Linked DNA regions of Sus scrofa: regions 1 and 3 are each linked to region 2. The links are chromatin contacts, called in public Hi-C and HiChIP or PLAC-seq maps. All regions are on one chromosome and are shown on one strand. Each heading gives the region's core, a stretch centred on a gene start, on an enhancer-like site or on the middle of the called end of the contact. The rest is flanking DNA. Distances are from core to core; before and after follow the strand shown.

What was found. Hi-C and Micro-C count contacts between places; a contact is called where the count stands out from the background. HiChIP or PLAC-seq counts read pairs in DNA pulled down with a chosen protein or histone mark.
Region 1: a contact with region 2 is called in a Hi-C map of embryonic fibroblasts, with 3 times the contacts expected there. The contact joins two enhancer-like sites. A contact is called at or near these places in 2 of 47 Hi-C or Micro-C datasets (both in embryonic fibroblasts) and 1 of 2 datasets of contacts at active chromatin or transcription factors (alveolar macrophages).
Region 3: a contact with region 2 is called in an H3K27ac HiChIP or PLAC-seq map of alveolar macrophages. The contact joins two enhancer-like sites. A contact is called at or near these places in 8 of 47 Hi-C or Micro-C datasets (embryonic fibroblasts, epiblast stem cells, fetal skeletal muscle and 4 more) and 2 of 2 datasets of contacts at active chromatin or transcription factors (alveolar macrophages and skeletal muscle).

What each region holds. Positions count from the first base shown.
Region 1 is chr10:43,539,991-43,544,810 of Sscrofa11.1, forward strand. No RefSeq gene overlaps it. Among named protein-coding and RNA genes, the nearest start is that of VIM, 26 kb to the left of the region's middle. Within about 2 kb of position 2,366, at least 6 of the 83 cell types and tissues checked have an H3K27ac peak or open chromatin away from gene starts, as enhancers often do. A contact at or near this core is called in alveolar macrophages and embryonic fibroblasts, where this site is marked.
Region 2 is chr10:43,306,246-43,310,377 of Sscrofa11.1, forward strand. All of the region lies in intron 28 of CUBN (cubilin), which reads right to left. Among named protein-coding and RNA genes, the nearest start is that of CUBN, 110 kb to the right of the region's middle. Within about 2 kb of position 1,941, at least 65 of the 83 cell types and tissues checked have an H3K27ac peak or open chromatin away from gene starts, as enhancers often do. A contact at or near this core is called in alveolar macrophages, embryonic fibroblasts and retroperitoneal adipose tissue, where this site is marked.
Region 3 is chr10:43,134,269-43,138,812 of Sscrofa11.1, forward strand. The region is part of intron 60 of CUBN (cubilin); the gene reads right to left. Among named protein-coding and RNA genes, the nearest start is that of EPC1, 190 kb to the left of the region's middle. Within about 2 kb of position 1,298, at least 7 of the 83 cell types and tissues checked have an H3K27ac peak or open chromatin away from gene starts, as enhancers often do. A contact at or near this core is called in alveolar macrophages and retroperitoneal adipose tissue, where this site is marked.

The sequences.
Region 1 (4,820 bases), core at 1,116-3,615, 230 kb after region 2:
ACTAGACAAAGACCCAGTAGGAAATGAATACTGCAGGTCAACTATATCCATGGATAGAGACGCAACTATCCTAACAAAACATCAGCAAACCAACTAGTGTTCGCTGTGGTTCTTTGAACAGCAAAAGATGAAATTAGATGTACAAGAGATTTATTTTGAAAGATAAAATGAAAGACATATGAATAGATAGGTAAGCCTTTAGGCTGACATCAGTGAAAGGAGAGAAGGAAGGATGGAGTACTAGGAGCAGCCTCGGACGGCAGTACAGATTTAAGTTTCAGCAAAGCCCGCAGAAGGTCCTCAAGTTAGTTGCTGGTTAAATGAGTTCCATGTGCCACAGGACTGGGTCAGTACTATTATCTTTACTGTGTTCAGCCAATAGTTTGGGGGCGGCCTAGGGGAAGTGTGTCCTTGACCCAAATGTAGTAGTGAATCCAGAGGAATGACACTGGGATCAGTTAGGTTCCTTGAAACAGGAGATGTTAAGTGATATAGTTTTCTTACCATTACACAAATCAAGCACTACATTTTTAAAACATATTTCTGTATTTTAAACATATAAAAATAAATGTTGAGGACAGCTCAGGGATATGAGATTATTTTAATATTAAAAACCAGTTTGGGAGTTCCCATAATGGCTCAGTGGTTAACGACTCCCACTAGGAACCATGAGGTTGCAGGTTCGATCCATGGCCTTGCTCAGTGGATTGAGGATCCAGTATTGCAGTGAGCTGTGGTGTAGGTCACAGACGCAGCTCAGATCCCACATTGCTGGGGCTGTGGCATAGGCTGCCGGCTGCAGTTCTGATGAACTCCTAACCTGGGAACCTCCGTATGCTGTGGGTGTGGCCCTAGAAAAGACAGAAACAAAAACAAAAACCGTATGATCTACTTAAGAGACACAGAAAAAAATTCCATAAAAGTCAACACCGAATTGTTATAAAAACTTTTAGCAAAATAGGAATATAGAGGCCCTTTTTTAAGTTGCGATGAGATAGCTAAAAGAAACCAAGAGTAAACTTGAAAAACAATCATGAAATAATGGAATTATTCCCTTTAAGACCAAGAAAAACAAGGATGCCCACTCTCTCTGCTCCTATCCAATACTGCACTACAGGAAAAAAAAAAAAAAAAGATTAAAAGCATAATGACAGAAAGAAGAGATAAAACTGTCATTAATTGCAAAGAATATCACTGCTTCTTTGAAAAAACTACCCACAGACAAATTACGTGCAAAGAAAAGCAAAGGGATGAGAAGAAATAAGACACTCTTTTAGATGAACACTACCTCGGAAAGATATGCCTTACCAGATAGGACTCGAGTAAAATAAAAGGGTGTAATATCGGTGTAGAGATAGACCTCAAGGGAATATCATAGAGCACGCCCCCCCAAAACCCCATGCATCTTAGTTTGGTCTATGATAGCAAAATATCATAAACTGAGTGTATTAAACAACAAACATGTATTTCTCACAGATCTGGAGACTGAGAATTCCAAGATCAAGGTGCCGGTAGATTTGGTATCTGATGAGAGCCCATTTCCTGGTGTGCAGATGGCTGTCTTTTCCCTGGGACCTCCTATGGCAGAGAGAGTTAGAGAGAGACTGAGAGCTGGCTTCCTGGTCTCTTATAAGGGCACTAATCCTATTGTGCGGACCCCATTCTTATGACCTCATCTAACCCTAATTACCTCCAAAGGCCCCTCCACCTACCTTCACACTGGGGTTTAGGGCTTTCAACCTATGCATTTTGAGGGGACAGAGGCATTCCCTTCATCACACCAAGTACATGGAAATTTGCTTTATGATAGACTGGGCACTGTTCTAACCATCTAACTGGAAAATCATGGAGAGAAGGACCCTTAAATGGGAGATATACCATTGTATATCCAAAGCTTTTCCTGAAGCCTTTCTATAAGAGAGAGCCAACCTTCTCTTTCAGCCCCCGTCGTCCTGAATGTGAAGCAACATATACCTTGAAAAAGAGACAATGACTGGATGGTTTTCGCATCCCTTGAGGTGCCAAAGATTTTCTTGACAATTCAGAAATTCCATACCTAATAGCTCACCGTCCAAAAGCAAAATTAATTTTATATTAACATAAAGTCTAACATTAACTATAGGAAGCTTGCATTATGTTTGACCATCTCCAAAGCCTTTCTTTTCCCACTCATTGTCTATTTCACCCCAGCCAACAAATCCCATCTTTCAATTCCAATTAAATGTGGATAATATAGACCACCAACAATAGATGTAGGGTCACGGATCGAGTCAGATAACTGAATGTTCTCCTCATCATCTCCAGACAAACCCTCTTTCTGCCTGTGACTCATGGATCTTACACTGGTTTACTGTGAGAACTAAACATGGAGAGGTTGACGCTGTCCCCAGGTGGCAGATGGGGTGAACTGCCTATGAAACGATGCAATCAGCTCCAGGCAGAATACATTTCAAAATGTTTCTCCCTGTGGAGTTTGACAGAAACAGGCAATTTTTGCTCTAACTGCCATGTGTTTCAGCAAATCACACTGGCTGTTCTGAGGGGTCAACTTTCAGGCCCACCAGGGACTGTTTGAGTTCTTTGGCGTCAAACTGCCAGACCGGAGCTGAAACAGAATGTCACTCAGGCAGTTCCAGTTTGTTCTACTCAAGAATTTGTTATACTCAGACCAAGGCCTGGCTTTCAGTACCGAGGGGTAATGACATTTCTTGGCTTGACCATAAAGTCCTCTTGACCATATCATGCTGATGAGATTTTAGTTTCTGCTTACATGAGATTTTGTAATGGGAACAGCATCTAAAATGGTTGATAAGAAAAAAATACAAGGTGACCTATTTCAAAGCAGCTCTATGTTCATGTGATTTGGCCAATGGACCTTCTTTTAAATGGATCTATTAATCAAGTTGGAATTCGTAAAATGTGAGCCCCCCCAAAAGTTTGTAAAATGTGAGACCACCAAAATGACACAAAGTTTTAATCCCAATACTGTTTTTATGTGTGTGTGTGTGTTCTAAAAATATGCTATAATCATGTTTCTGCCAAGGATGGACTATTGTCTTTAGGCCAAAGCTTGAGAAGATAAAGTATAGCATCCAATTAGCTGCCCAGAGGAGAAAGAAGTATGTTTTTTCCCAAAACAATTTTTTATTGAATTATTAGGATGTTGTGTTAGTTTCAGGTATACAGCAAAGTGATTCAGATATATATATTTATATTCTTTTTCAGATTCTTTTCCATTATAAGTTATTATAAGATAGTGACTATATTTCCCCGTGCCATATAGTCAGTTCTTGTTGGTTATATCTTTTATATACAGTAGTGTGTATCTGCTAATCCCAACCTAATTTATCCCTTTCTCCTTTGATAACCATAAGTTTGTCTTCTACATCTGTGAGTCTACGTCTGTTTTGTAAATAAGTTCATTTGCATCATTTTAAAAAAGATTCCACATGTTAAGTGATATCATATATTTATCTCTGTCTGACTTACTTCACTTCGCATGAAAATCTCTGGGTCCATCCATGTTGCTGCAAGTGCCATTATTTTCACTCTTTTTAATGGCTAATATTCCATTGTGTATGTATATGGAATTATATATTCCATTACACACACACACACACACCCATATCTTCTTTATCTACTCCTCTATGATGGACATTTAAGTTGTTTCCAGGTCTTGGCTATTGTAAAGAGTGCTGATACAAACATTGGGGTGCATGCATCTTTTCAAAGTAGAATTTTTTTTTTCCCAACATATAACCATGAGATTGCGGGATTATATGGTAACTCTATTTTTGGTTTTTAAGGTACCTCCATACTCTTCTCCATAGTAGCTGGACCAAGAAACATGCATTTTAAGGGCAGAGAACCTCCAAAGCTATAACATGGCCCGAGCATACTAACCTGAGTAAGCAGGAGCTGGATCGCCCTTGGGAAATGGGTGTCCACACCGTTGGGCACATGTGTAGTCTCCAAGTTTGCCACTGTGGCCATTCTGTTTAGCTAGCTATTGTTCAGTTCCAAGGTGGTGGATCATGATGGCTGGCTAATGTCAACTGCAGAGTCATTCTGTCTACATGGTTGTTCAGTGTTTCTTCTGTGGTGGGATGCTTTCTGGCTGGCATTAATTGATACAAAAATTTTCACACTGTGCATCTCCCATAGTCCCCTCCATATGCCTCTCCCTCAGCCCTCCTTGTATCTAAGGGTCCAGGCCTCTTCTTTCCAGGCTCTTGGCCGGCTAGCCACGCTGTAGGTCTCAGGCCAGGAATCTCTATATAGTCTGACTTTGAGCTGCTATGCCTTCTATGCCAGATGTGTCACTGGCATCCCTACTCATTAGGAAGAGCTTTGCTCCCATCCCCACCCTACTGTCTTTCAAGGCCATCTGGATGTGGCTGCAGTAGAGCCACCAGGTATTCCAGCTTCTACCCACAAACTGAGCCCAACCACCTGTACACCAAGTGCAAGTTTTTGCTGGTTTTATGGCACTTCTTCCCCCACATGGCCCCAGGAGAGCTGGAGGTCTACAAGGAAGGCCTACCAATGCAACCACAGACGGTGACACGGTGTCTGGGCTACCAGCTCCTGCAGCTTACCTGCGCTCTCTGGTCCAGCTCAGGCTCGATTCTGTATGTATCATTTCCATCCCTATTAGGGTCCATGGTGAGAGCTGTTGCTCAGAAGATGTAGAATTCTCCATTGCAGATGATATGGACTTTCTTTAGAACTTAGGGGTCTGCATAATTCTTCTCCCACTAGGACTTCCCGTAAATTACACCATGGACTCGTCCAACAGGAAAAAGTCAGCTGGATTGTAT
Region 2 (4,132 bases), core at 691-3,190:
TTTTTTTTTTAATTATTTATTAAATACTCAAAATGCTGCTTACATTTTCAAGTTGGCCATTAAATGTATCTTCCTATGTGCCTATGTGCGTGTGTGTATAGACCAAAGGTCTTATGTAGAATCTTTTCAGCCATTGTCTTAAAGAGATGTTTCATTTAAGATTTTGGTGTTTTAGATCCTCCACCCCCACGCCACCCTGAAATATTTCAACCACTCTTAAGACACTCAAAGAGGAAGGAAATCTCTTGCCTAAGCCACATTTACCAATTTCTATCTACTTCCTTTGCTTGGGTTTGATAACTTGGTGCCTGTGCAGTTGATTAGACTATTAGAGATTTCAGACTACAGTTGAAAAGTGAAATGATCCATCCAATAGTAAGGACCCATACATACAAAATGGAAAATAAAAAACAAGGATATATCACTGACAGTGCAATTTTTGTAAGGGTTTTGTAGGTACTTTATGCATCATGGGAACTCAAGTCTGGAGAAACCCAGAGTCAGCCAATATGTAACCTTTTCCCTTGGTGGGAATCAACTTAAATGAACCACCAAGAACTCTCAGAACAAAAAGGAGCTTTTCAAGTGTCTCTCTGTTGCAAAATTGTTTTATGATCTTGAAAATTTGTGATTGTAATGAATGAAAGTATAATTGTTTCCTTTCTGAACTGGGGATGCATAGATTGATTTCTCTCCTAAATGAATTGTAGAGTCACGGTGAGTAACAACTAAAACTCAGCCCTTTCTATTTGGGGTTGGCATCTAATTCATACTTTGCCTTTTTTTTTTAGGGCTGCGCCTGTGGCATATGAAAATTCCCAAGCTAGGGGGTCAAAGTAGAGCTGCAGCTGCAGGCCTACGCCACAGGCACAGCAACGTTGGGTCTGAGCCTAGTCTGTGACCTCCACCACAGCTCACAGCAATGCCAGATCCTTAACCCACTGAGCAAGGCCAGGGATTGAACCCAAGTCCTCATGGATACTAGTTGGGTTTGTCACTGCTGCACAACAGGAACTTCCTAATTCATACTTTTCTAAGTACCGTTTTTATTTGCAATTTCTGCAGAAGAAAAAAGTTTTAATAATTGATTAAAGAGAGTCCATTAAATCAAGAGTTTCTTTGGGATGATCATTTAAATATGGAGAAACTTTTGGAAAGAAAAATAGGGCCCGTTTCCTATTACAAGTCTTTAAAAATTCCAACAAAACTTCATACTTTAGAGTTTAAGACATAATGGAAATGATTCATCTGCTGTGAGGGAGAATTCTAGGTGTGGTAGAGAATCCCCTGATATTTGTGAAGAACAAAAAATCTGATCAATGTAAAGAAAATAGTTAAATTTCTGAGAACTATACTCCACGAGTTCACAGAATGGCTTTTCAAAGTCACTGTCACCAATAGAAGATTCTCTTTTGATTGGGAGCAGGAAAGTCATTTTATTACAGGAGCATATCAGAGTTTAGAGTATATTCAGTGTGGTCAGTGATAGGCTCTTAGATTCAAAGTCCCTTCTGAGCTCCTACATTTGCTTAGAATACAATCTTGTGAAAATGTCTTAACCTCCATAAGCTCAAATTTCTTTCTGAACTTGGCATCTTAATGGTACTTATAAAGTTATTATGTTTAGCAAATAAGACACGCTACACAAGCTGAATGTGAGTTCTGGCGTAGGGAAAGTGCCCAAAACGTGATTCTAACTCGTGGTCAGAGGCAAAGGGAACCAATGCTGTTTCCAAAGAAACCACCCCAGAAATAGCTTGGGGAGAAAAAATGTGATGGGTAGAGAGAACTCGAACTGACTCACGGAGAACATTTCTCAGAAATCATCCCTGGTGGACCAGACGCGGAAGCACCGAATCAATGAACCACTTCTAAGGAGCTGGCAGCCAGCAAGGGCGGTGTTGCTATGACAACCTGGTTTTGTGTGTTGATGAGCCCACTCCTGACGTGTGGGGTGCAGAGCGCAGTGCAGATCAGACGGCAAGGGAGACTGTTAGCGTAGAGTGTGTGTCTGGGTGGAGGGAGACGGTGGGTGACAACAGGGCTGGTGGCAAAGAGGGTGCTGGGAAATCTGTCAAGGCTGCTTGGGGAGTGGATCAGGGAGAGGCCATACTAAGCAAAGCAGCTCTGCCCACTGCCTGTGTTTCTTCCTGAGGCAGCCTCCTCCCTGCTTTCTGTCCCGCCAGCCTGCAGCTCTAGCTGCAGAGGAGTAGGGATTGGTGAATTCTTGGAGCACCTCTTCGGATTATTTTCCCCACCCGGAAAAACAGCTCTACTGGGATCTATGGGAGCGGCCTCATCAGAACAGTTATTGAGAACATTGTTGCTGAAGTTTACACACAAATCTCCCGGATACACTTGGCACTTGAAGGTTACTTTCAATTTGAGGGGCTTTGAAATGTTCCTGCAACAACAGGAAAAACGGCCAGGCGGGATTCATAGAGTGGGTGAAAGGCTCCCACCGGGTATGAGAAACGCTGGGGTGATAAAACCATAATCAACTTCTTGGAGGTAAATTAGGCAGATGTTTAGAGGAAAGCGAACAAGCAGAGCAGGGAGGACTCTAGAGGGCTGGGGATCCCAGGGAGGGGAGGGCTGCTCCATTAGACACGCACAGGCACAATGCTGGACCTAGAGGCACACATCCCCCCCCAAGGCACAGGGGAGGCCACGCTGCCTGCCTTGTGCTGCCTGCGGGGTGGGGCAGGAAACAGGAGGTACCCATCTAAAATTAAACAATTCCTCACAATGCTGGGCTTTGCATGAGGCCAGGAAACCAGCTTGAAAAACTGCATTCTGAATTCCTTTGGGGCACTCTGAATCAGAGGTTGGTCTCAAACGCAGACCCTGTGGCTTCCTTTCCACGTGGTGGCTGCTTGCTGTCCCCTCTTAATGGTGCACTGATATTTATTTCTACTCTCTACATATTACTTATTTTAGAAGCCACAAAGGCTGCTTGGGGGATATATATATATATATTTTTTTTGAATTATTGTCTAATCATGAATCTGTGCAAAGATTTAACTATGAAGATGTTTATCTCAGCACTCTTTACTATAGTAGACTTTTGAAAAGATTCTCTACAAGAATTGGTGGCTGTATTATGATGATGGGATATCCAATGTTACAAATGCCTGTGGTGTAATAAATAACAAAGAGTAACATTCACAAGCTATTGTTACATGTAGAAAAGTCATTATAGGAGTTTCCATTGTGGCTCAGGGGGTTAAGAACCCGACTTTGTCCATAAGAATGAGGGTTCGATCCCTGGCCTAGCTCAGTGGGTTAAGGATCTGGCATTGCCACAAGCTGCGGGGTAGGTCGCAGATGTGGCTCGGATCCAGTGTTGCTATGGCTGTGGTGTAGGCTAGCCTCTGCAGCTCTGATTCAACCACTAGCCCGCCTAGCCTGGGAACTTTCATATGTTGCAGGTGAGGCCATAAAAAAGAAAAAGGAAAAAAAAAAGTCATTGTAGAGTAGTAGGTACAATATCATCCCCTGAGAACACTCAAATAAAATAAATATATAGGGAAAGACTACAGGAAATAAATACCACCAAATATTATTAGTAGTGATGTAATTTAGGTTATTTTTATTTTATCTATTTTTTTCTACATTTTCCAAATTGCCTGCAAGGACTGTATTCCTGTGTAATCAGACGGGTTTATTTTTAAAGTATTATCTTTGGGGATTTATTAACATAGCAATGTAGCTGTGCCCTGGTAAAATGTTTTTCCAGTCTCAGCATTCCATACCCTTGTAGGTTCTCAGACATCCAGCTGGTCTACTAAAAATATTATACTGTCTGGCTCCATAATCATTTTTATGTATCTCAAGATTATCCATGAAAATTAGCCCATTAAAATGTTATTATGTAAAGGAATCTCCTCCAGCATTAATTTAAACCGTATTTTGTCCCCAATGCTCCTTTATTTTATCATAACTGGGTTTTTATTATTAATTAGACTAGTGCTTTATTAAAAAATAATTCCTTCAGATGTTCAGGGACGAAAGAGTTCTTACCAACATAAGTTTTGATAGTCACTGATGGACCACTAAGTGCCTAATTCCCTCCCTAGAGGTAAGTGAAATGCTTTGAAAGCCAAGCATATTCTCCCCTGTGTGTACACGA
Region 3 (4,544 bases), core at 48-2,547, 170 kb before region 2:
AATGGAATGGCTGTGGTCATGAGGTGGGAAGAGGCCTTAAATGTGCTTGTGTTTTGGGCTTGGACTTTCATGCTCCCTCGATCCACCAAGAGCTCACGCCCTGGGTACCTGCGTGGAGAGCTGACCTGACCGCAGTCTGTACGGTGGAGCCAGGCACAGTCAGCCTGCCTCCTGGAACAGGCAGGCAAACCAGCCTGCTGACCCGTAAGTGATAAAATAATGCTTCAGTGGTATGAGCCACTGAATTTTGGATGGTTCGTTATGCAGCATCAGTGTGGCAATAGCGGACAAGTACAAAAATAGCTACTCTGAGTTATCAAACTGTAATAGAGCACATTGCTTAATTCATAAAATCTACACACAGAATAAAGAAAATGGAGAACTAAACTTATCATCAGATAATCCTGGCCAAAATAGTCAAGTAATTGAAGTAAATACAATATTATATGAGGGAATTATACAATTCATATTCTTTATGAATAATATTATGTGAGTAAATATAATATTATATGAATAAACAGTGAAGTAATTGAAGTAAATATAACATTGAGTGAATCATACAATTCATATTTTATATGAATATTATATGAGTAAATATAATATTGTATGAATAAATATCAAGTAATTGAAATAAATGTGGCATTGTGGAGTAAATTGTACAATTAATATTCTGTGAATATTTTATGAGTAAATATAGCATTGTATGAAGAAATAGGCAAGTACTGAAGTAATAGAACATTACGGCGGGAATTAGACAATTCATGTTCTATGTCAGTATCATATGAGTAAATACAATGTTGTGTGAATAAATAGTCAAGTAACTGAAGCAAATATAACATTATGAGTGGATAATACAATTCACATTCTATATGGATATTATATGATAAACATCTTTCGGTGTCTGTGTGGCACGGAAAATGGTTATAATTGCTCTGATTCACCCACTTGGAAATGGAAACATGGCACAACTGCTCTGTGCTCCTGCTCCTCCCACAGCGTGTGTCTTTGGGGGAATATAAAGATGAATATTCATCAAAGAAGAGTTCTTTGCCAACAAATGCTCTTGCCACATCACAATTTCTATATTTCAACAATGGCAGGATATACGGGAAGAACAAGGGAGGACTCAGACGATGAAATGGTTTCCTATACTTGTTTACTATATGGTATTTTAAAATTCCTGTTTTTGAGCGAGTGTATGACCTTAGCATTGACGTGTTCTTTAGCACCACCAGTCTATCATCTTCCTCGTTATCCCACATTGTTCTACCATCCAGTGAACTCCCATCCATCAGCCGGCTGTGTCAGAAGCGCTCCGTATCCACCAGCCTGCTGTGTCAGAAGCGCTCTGTGCAACACTCCCCGTGCCAGACAGAGAGCAAATATCACTCTAACCCTCACACCGAATCAGAAACACTTCCTACGAAAGAGGGATGGCTTTAGAGAAAGCAAATGGTTGGTGAAAGACATATTGGAAATATATACCCGTAGCATATATTTGGGTCCAGATCGACCTAATTAAAAATCAGTAATTGAATCCTAAAGGATTTCTCTCCAATGATTAACCTTCCAAGTGAAGTTCAAGCTGGAATGAATCTGACCATAAGAATTAGCTGTATTATCTAAGAGAAAACATCTTGAAGGCTTCAGTGCAGTCAGATACATTTCCAAATAATTATCTTGGGAACTGACATTTCCGCTGCTGACATTACAGGGGGCTGACATTTTATGCAGGTCTTCTGGATAGGATCTCTAACCATCTCTGGACAACCACTACTTGGACAGATGGTGGGTGGCTAGCTGTACTTTCAGATAAGGATCCGCCTGACTTCAAGCATTTTCCTGTTCTCCAGGGAACCCATTAAGGCTTCAGGCTGTAGTTGAAGGAAGCTCGATGAAGCACAGGAAACAGAACACACACGCATTGAAAGCTGGTGCCTTAGGGACACGGAAGCTCCATAAGGCTTTAGTTGCCTGCATCTTGCTGTAAAGTTCAAAGCTGCAGTTTGCAACTGCCCTAAAGAAGTGAATTCCTTTAAAAAGTTCAACTAAATTTCACATGAACATATTCTTTTTTTTTGCTAAAAAAGTAAATTGCCTTTATTATTCTACAAAAACTTAAACATTCACCACTTTTAAAGTATTTATGTTGCGCAAGAGAAAAGAAACTTAATGGCGCTTGTAATCTGAGTGATGTTTTGTTTGTTTTTAATAATTTCACTCAATGTGACTCATTTTGGATATCCTAATTTGAGACTCAGCTTAATTTAACTCAGAATATGTAGTTATTCTGGTCATATTTGGGAAGCATAAAACTAAAATACTAAACGAAAGGTAATTTACTGAAAGAAAAGTAGTATCAGCAGCTAATCAGTAGTGACAGTCACAAATTAAAGAGCAATGTGACATATAAACAACTTAGGATAAAGAGAATTCTCAGTAACTTTTAATTTATTTTGCATTATTTTGGTATTACTGAAAGCACTTTATGTATGCATCAGTAGTCCCAGGGCATTTCATGAAAATGGGCTGCAATGGGGCATATGGAGGTTCCCAGGCTAGGGGTCCCATTGGAGCTGAAGCCCCGGCCAACACTATAGCCACAGCAATGCCAGATCTGAGCTGAGTCTGTGACCTACACCACAGCTCACAGCAATGCCAGATCCTTAACCCACTGATCAAGGCCAGGGATCGAACCCACTTCCTCATGGATGCTAGTCGTGTTCCTTAACCACTGAGCCATGTTAGGAAGTCCTTGAAATTTTACAAAGGACTTGTTAGGTAGGATAGGATAGGGCCTTGGACCCAAGTGATTCAGAACAGGCCATTTATCATTACCAAAAGCAGGAGGCTTGTGATCAAGCAGTGAGGACACATGCAGGTACCAGAGACAGGCTCTTCGGAGCACTTTCCTATACCAATGACACATGCTCGTCAGAGCACTGCCCTATGACCTATTCCCCATGCAGAGAAGGCATCCCGCCCAAAACCAATTGGAGGGTCAAAACCTGTGTGCCCCCATACAGAGATCAAACAACACTCAGCCTTTATGCATAGCACAGGGGGGCTGGGACAGGGAAATTGGTGGGCTTGGGGTGGGAGAACTGGGGTCTCCAAACACATCCACTGTATAATGGAAAGACCCAGTTGCAGTCAGAGGCAGTCTCTACCTCAGGCTAGCCCGCTTTCTCTAAGGATGTGAATCAAATTTGCTGCACACTGCTACGAACTTGACTCTTGATTGCGATCAAGACTGTGATCTCTGAGGCAACCAGTGGGAGTATTTTTCAACTGGGGAGATGGACCAGAATGGATCCCTATGAGCGCCCCATAGAGCTATAACCTCTGACCTGAGGCGCTGTCAGTTTGGGGGAATATCCTTTGAGCCAGAACCACTCCCGTCCTGAAATGAACGCTCCTGCCTGGAGAGACTGCCTGCCTCCATCTCTGTGCAGTGAGACCAGTGGCTCTGTCCTGGTGCTGCTGTAGCACTTCCCAGCGGGAACAACCACTGGCCAGACCACTTGCACCTCCAAATCTTTGTGGTGTGTGGGCAACAATCAAGAGAAATAATGCAGAGGAACCTAATGGGCTTATTAAGCAAAATGATGTAATCATGCCAAGTGATGCGGGAAGAGGATTTGAAGATCGAATGTACATTCATGACATAAACGAAAACAGCATCTAAAAAACCCTATAGCTAATGTGACACTTAATGGTGAAAAAGTAAATGCTTTCCTCCTAAGATCAGCAACAAAACAAGGATACTTTCCCTCACCATTCTCATTGAACAAAGTACTGGAAACTCTTGCCACGGTAATAGACAAGGGGGAAAAAATAGACTGGAAAGGAAGGAATAAGATTGCCACTATTTGCAGATGGAGAAAATCCCAAGGAATCTACATAAAAATTCCTAGAACTAATAAGTAAGGGCAGCAAGAACTCCAGATATAAAAACGACACACAAAAATCAATCACATTTCTATATCCTAACAGCAAACATGTGGAAACCAAAGTTAAATATACAACTGCTCTAAAGAAAATGAAATACTCAGGTACACAATTAATGAAACACATACAGGAATAGTGTGCTGAAAGTTACAAAGCAATGAAAGAAATTAAAGAAGATCTAAATAAATGGTGGATTGAAAGATTCTACTTGGTCAAGATGTAACTACCATTTGATCCAGTGATCTCACTCCTGGGCATCTATCCAGAGAAAACCATGACTCCAAAAGACACATGTACTTCCGCGTTCATTGCAGCACTATTTGCAACAGCCAAGACATGGAAACAATGTAAATGTCCATCGACAGAGGAGTAGGGGATCAAGAAGATGTGGTACATATACACAATGGAATATTACCTAGCCGTTAAAAGTAATGAAATAATGGCATTTTTAGCAACATGGATGGACTTAGAAATTATCATGCCCTGGAGTTCCCGTTGTGGCTCAGTGGCGAACGAATCCGACTAGGAACCATGAGGTTGTGGGTTTGATTCCTGGCCTTGTTCAGTGGGTTAAGGATCTGGCGTTGCTGTGA